Regions from separate parts of the Macaca mulatta genome. Here region 2 is linked to region 1. A link is a contact called in public Hi-C data. All regions are on one chromosome and are shown on one strand. The core of a region is the stretch at or near the end of the contact, and the rest is flanking DNA. Distances in the headings are between cores, read along the strand shown. Region 1 overlaps PICALM (phosphatidylinositol binding clathrin assembly protein). Region 2 has its middle 26 kb from the start of EED.

The links. A called contact is a pair of places that touch in the nucleus more often than the background predicts.
Region 2: a Hi-C map of blood shows a contact between it and region 1, with 3 times the contacts expected there. The contact joins two enhancer-like sites. A contact is called at or near these places in 3 of 14 Hi-C or Micro-C datasets (blood, fetal cortical plate and fibroblasts).

What each region holds. Positions count from the first base shown.
Region 1 is chr14:86,651,932-86,654,723 of T2T-MMU8v2.0, forward strand. The region is part of intron 1 of PICALM (phosphatidylinositol binding clathrin assembly protein); the gene reads right to left. Among named protein-coding and RNA genes, the nearest start is that of PICALM, 16 kb to the right of the region's middle. Within about 2 kb of position 1,255, at least 6 of the 40 cell types and tissues checked have an H3K27ac peak or open chromatin away from gene starts, as enhancers often do. A contact at or near this core is called in blood, where this site is marked.
Region 2 is chr14:86,813,710-86,816,546 of T2T-MMU8v2.0, forward strand. No RefSeq gene overlaps it. Among named protein-coding and RNA genes, the nearest start is that of EED, 26 kb to the right of the region's middle. Within about 2 kb of position 1,417, at least 4 of the 40 cell types and tissues checked have an H3K27ac peak or open chromatin away from gene starts, as enhancers often do. A contact at or near this core is called in blood, where this site is marked.

The DNA.
Region 1 (2,792 bases), core at 5-2,504:
TCTCTCCTATCTATATCTCATTCCATATAAGTTTTCTGTGAGCTAAGAGGCTCCCCTTCAGATTGCGTGACCTCTAGTCAAGGTTCTTCAGAGCCATCTAAATGTTGGATTTATTCTCTGTGTCTTCTTACTAGTAGTGTTTTAGTTTAAGTATCTGGAAAATAGAGCCAATAGGACTATCTGATGAATAAGTTTGTATAAATATTGTGTTAATAATGCATGTCAATTGCCCCAGACATAAAAAGGTCTCCTTAAATGTTAGCTATTCTCCCCATTTTGTATGTTATGTCCTAACTAAACCAACTGATACGGTTTGGTTCTGTGTCCCCACCCAAATCTCACCTTGAACTGTAATAACCCCCACGTGAAGTACGGGACCAGGTGGAGATAATTGAAACAGCATGGCAGTTTCTCCCATGCTGTTCTCAAGATAGTGAGTGAGTTCCCATGAGATCTGATGGTTTTACAAGGGGCACTTCTCTCTCCAGCCATCATGTGAAAAAGGACATGTTTGCTTCCCTTTCTGCCATAATTTTAAGTTTCCTGAGGCCTCCCTGGCCATGCAGAACTGTGAGTCAATTAAACCTCTTTTCTTTATAAATTACCCAGTCTTGGGTGTTTCTTCATAGCAGCATGAGAATGGACTAATACACCAATTTTTATCAGATTTTGTGAATCCCTGAAGACTGAAAGGTTTCCTTTCTTTTATAAAATTTCTACTTTCAGATCAAAGTTAGGTTTACATTATTTCTGTTGAGAAGACTTCTTCAATGATTCCTGTGCAATCTAGAGACTCGGAAATCCCCCAAACCTCAGTAATTGCCACCATTCATTCAGTCTATGATAAAGTTAATACAAAAAGCTTGAGGCAGCAAAATCTCATCCTCAGCTTCCAGATCAGCAAAACTCCTTGCCTTTCCTGTTTTCACACTGGCAGCAGAAACTACAGATAAAGTGTAATTTTGAAAAATTGGCTCTAACTATGGTCCAACTTGACCTACGGTAGCCAAAAAGCTGTATCTAAAGGTCATATAATTAAAAGTCATACTCCCTTCACAATCTAGCCTCAATTGTTCCAACTATACTTCTCATTGCACCCAACCTGTCCCTCTCACAGTCCAAAAGCACCCCATTTACAAATTTCTTTGTTTCTCAAACACAATTTCAACTTCCTGTCTACAAATGTTTGCTCATGCTCTTTCCTCCACCTGAAATGCCTAGTGTTCCTAATAACTTATCATTTAAGGTCCAGTTCTCTTCCCTTATCAAAAGCAGTATCTCACTCCTCTGATTTTTAACGTCATTTGATCTGTACTTATCTCACACTGTCTGGCAATACAGCTATCTACATATGTCATCTTCCCTACCAGACTGAGGACAGATTAGTGTTTCTGCACTTTGATTTCACAATAATCTCAACACGACCTGAATAGTGACACTGTTAATTAAATTTGGCCTAAAGCTGCTTCCATTAGCAGTGAACTGCACCTCAGTATGGTAAAACTGCAACCTAACTTGAGTATATTCTTGTTCCGAGCAGCTAAGTTTTCTGCCAATCACAAGCTGCAAGCTGCTCAGACGTGTCCAAATAAGGCAAACGTGGACCCAAATGCAGACCTGTAATGAATCAGGCTATGTCAAGATGTCACTTCTTTTTCTGTCTATAAATCCTGACTATCCACATTGCTGGGTGGAACTTTCCAAACCTTTACTCCTTCAGGGTGCTGCTCAATTCATAATTGTTTCTTTGCTCAAATTAACTGCCAAATTTAATTTGTCTAAAGTTTTATTTTAACAAGACTCAATATGTAATGCTAAAGAGCATATTAATTTCTATAAGACTAACAAAGTCTTTTTTTTGAGACAGGGTCTCGCTGTCACCAAGGCTGGAGTGCAGTGGCATGACCTCAGCTCACTGCAACCTCTGCCTCCTGGACTCAAGTGATCCTCCCACTTCAGCCTTACAAGTAGCTGGGACTATAGGCGTGTGCCACCATGCCCAAATAATTTTTATATTTTCAGTAGAGATGGGATTTCACTATGTCACCCAAGCTGGTCTCAAACTCCTGGACTCAAGCAATCTGCCCACCTCGGCCTCCCAAAGTGCTGGAATTACAGGCATGAGCCACGGTACCCAGCCAAAACTAACAAAGCCTTGTTTGGTAGAGATCCAGCTTTAAAAATGCACAAGTGACAATATATCATTTTCAGATACATATAAGTCACTAATTAAATCAAACAGGCCACCAAGATTCTTACTGACTCTAAACTGATTTAACAAATCTTATGTATTCATACTATCACCCAATAAGATAGTTTGTGTTTAAGTTCACTCATAAATTTAGAACTCAATAAAAGCTCAATTCCCAGAGAAGTCCACAAAAACCATGAGTTCACAGTATGCCTGATTTTAGTTATTTGCAGACCCAAACATTATGTATAATAACATTCAGAGGTCCAATTTTGGATGGTAAGGTATACTGAGCCCCCTGCACATGTGCCAGCAGAATTATGCATTCCTTCTTTCCTATTCTTCTCAACAACCCCACTACAAACTATGTGTGAAAAGGAAAAAATACATTGCTAGTTTCACAGCACTGGTATCTAAAGCTAGGGAAGCAGCTAATAAATGGGAGAAAGGAGGGCTCTAAAATGAAGATGGAGGATGGCACTGAGGAGCCCAGAGTCTATCAAGACAACTCCTGCTCCTGTAAGGGTTCCCTCTCCAGTCTCATCTCCCCTTACTCCCATTAACACTTTGCATTCTACCACACAAAACTATCCAGTTTCCC
Region 2 (2,837 bases), core at 167-2,666, 160 kb after region 1:
TAGGCCTTCATATTAAATTATTTTAATATCAGATGGCATGCTGGAATAATAATGTGACTCCTATAACTGGAATCATAGAAGAGAATGTTTTAAATGCTCTCTGAATGTATAAAGAAAAAATAAGATTTAATTGTGACATTCTGACACCCACATGCTAGGGTAAGTTCAACACCTGTGCAGGCTGCCTTCCCTCCCAGACAGTTGTATCTGAACACCACTGTGGACTAACAAAACTAATAATTTACAATATTGGCATGCTTCTTCCATATGTCATTCACAGGTCTGCTTCATTCCTACAGATTAAACACCTCTCCAGGATCCTAGATTCATGCCATTGCTCCTAGCGCTTCCACCTTCTCACTTTTAAATTAAATGAGGGCTGGCTCTGTCCAAGAACACAATCTTTATTTTGTAAAGAAGGCATCTACCTCACATTTGGCTTTGCATTTCTCCAAATTCCAGACTTCTGCTGGCAGGATGTTCGAGTCCCAAAAGTGAATCCTGGCAAATCCAGATTCTGTTCCCACCACAGGGGATGGAGCCTCACAAATGTGCAGCTAGGTGCCTTTGTAGTCTAAGCCTCTCAAGAGTACATTTTCTGGTGCTAGAAACAGGTCTCCATCTCTGCCTGTTGGTAATCACTAATTAAAGGTTTGGGTAAGATTTCCTCGCAGCAAGAATCCTGCTGTGAATTTCCTGCCTCCTAAATCTTAGTCCCTTGCCTGACCACACCAGATGCCAATCTTGTACAATTAGGAGGTGGAAACAATCTGCCAGGATCCTGAATCCTGCATGTGGCTGCACAAGCTTCTCATCCAACACATACACAAGAGGACGCTGGACAAATGCCCATGCTTTGCTGCCAGTTCATGCTACATTCCAAACCCTATCAGGTCTCTCGCCTCAGCAGCTGGACTGAACAAAGTGGACTCCCTGAGGTTACTTTTGCCCTCCTGACTGGAGAACGTCCCACACACGAATCCCAAGGCAGGGAAGAGATGAAAAGATGAAAGCATTACAAGAGTTAACCAAAGCTGAGTCGCCAGAGGTCACTGACGGGGAAAGTCTTCTCTCAGCCCACTTCTGTTTATAACCACTTTATTCCTTCAACAGAATCCCCTGCAGAATCATCTCTCTGAAACCTCCATCTATATCTGAAATCCCCATTTTTGTCCTGGAGTCTCTTCAGAGATCCTTTTTCTTTGAAAGGAAGGATGGAAACCTTGAGCGCCCCCTGGAGGTAGGAGTGTGTTAGTAAGCGTCTCCTTGGACTGTGGTTCTTTTTGTACCAGTTGATAGCAGCTTTAGTGCCAGTTGGTTGATACCTTTGACACCTGAATTGCTGATTTTCGCCGTTTCCAGTGCTGCCTCTAGGTGACCTGTCTACAACTTCTATGACAGCTGACTGGGGCTTCCACCTTCTTTGTATTCTAGCCTTGATAAGGGGAAGGATCCCTTGCCCTGCTGCAGAAGTAAAACAGCCTGTTTCTCAGCCTTGTCCTCCATTTTCTCCTCTCAGACAGTTTGTTACTCCTACAATTCTACTTGACATCTCTCTAACTTGCATTGCTCCCTTCTTCTGTATCCTTATTACTGCTCTTCAGTTTGTATAAAATTATTGTCCTACCTTCAGCCCTTATCCTTATGAAACCCTTTTCCATTCTTTAGAAGCCCAGTTCACCGGCCACTTTCCCCACACCTACCTCTGAAATCTTGTAGAACTTATTTACAAAGTTCTTATCATACACTGCCTTGTATTTTAGTTATCTCTCTATATATTATCTTACCATATCCAACCAATTACCCAGCACGGTGTCTAAGATCCAGTATGCAGTTAATAATCATTAGATAAAAGTTGAATTAAGTTGTTGAAGGATGTTTTCAAACACCCAATTTTCTAAGAATAGAGAAAACGTTACTGTTAAAGATGAAAAAATACAAAGAAAGAAGAAATAGAAAAAATAGATGGGGCAGGCAGAGACACAGGAAAGAATAGTGACTATATAACTATAAGTCAATACATGAGAATACCAGTATGTTATAGAAAGAGCACAGAACTAAGTGTCAGAAAACTGAGCTCAAGTCCCGTTTGGTTTTTAATGAACTAAATGATCACTAAACTACTCCCTGGGCCTCAGCGTTTTCTCTAAAGAACCAAAGCAGTGGGTTATATGACCTCTGAAGTTTATTACCACGTTGGCATTGTATGACCATCTCTCTATTCAGGCATAGTGGTAGTTGATTAAACAAGATAGCGCTCAGATTGCACCTGTCACAGAGACTGGCATAATATGTGTGCTAATAAATGCTAGTTCCTCTTTTCTTCGCACATAATGGAAATATTCTGCAACACTCTCAATTTTAATAAAGGGAAAAGTTCGCCTTTATCCGTTGAGGATGGAGGTATACTGAATATTTGTCTGATAACATGGTAAAAGAGAATTGTACAGCTTGTTTAATCTTATTTTATGGAAGAATTTTCCAGTGGTTAAGTCGTTTTTTTCCTCCAGGTCTTGCCATATGCTATTTCAAGGGGAAGCTTCTATTCTACAACAAACTACTTTTTGAGTCAAATGAAGAACTGAAAAATAGTTAGGCTTAAACAAATTCTTAGTCAACCACATCATGGTCTGGAAAGACACAAAAACCATTTGGCAAAGATTGTTCTAAATACTGTGAGAAAGGAGAAAGGTAGCAGGTGATACCAATCAAAAAGGCGAACAACTTTAAATAGGATATTAGCTGATTCCGGAGAATTAAACAAAATTTTTGGAACCTATGACAATTGCAGATATTCAGATTAATATGTGTAGGAACAACTTATGTATCCATGATTT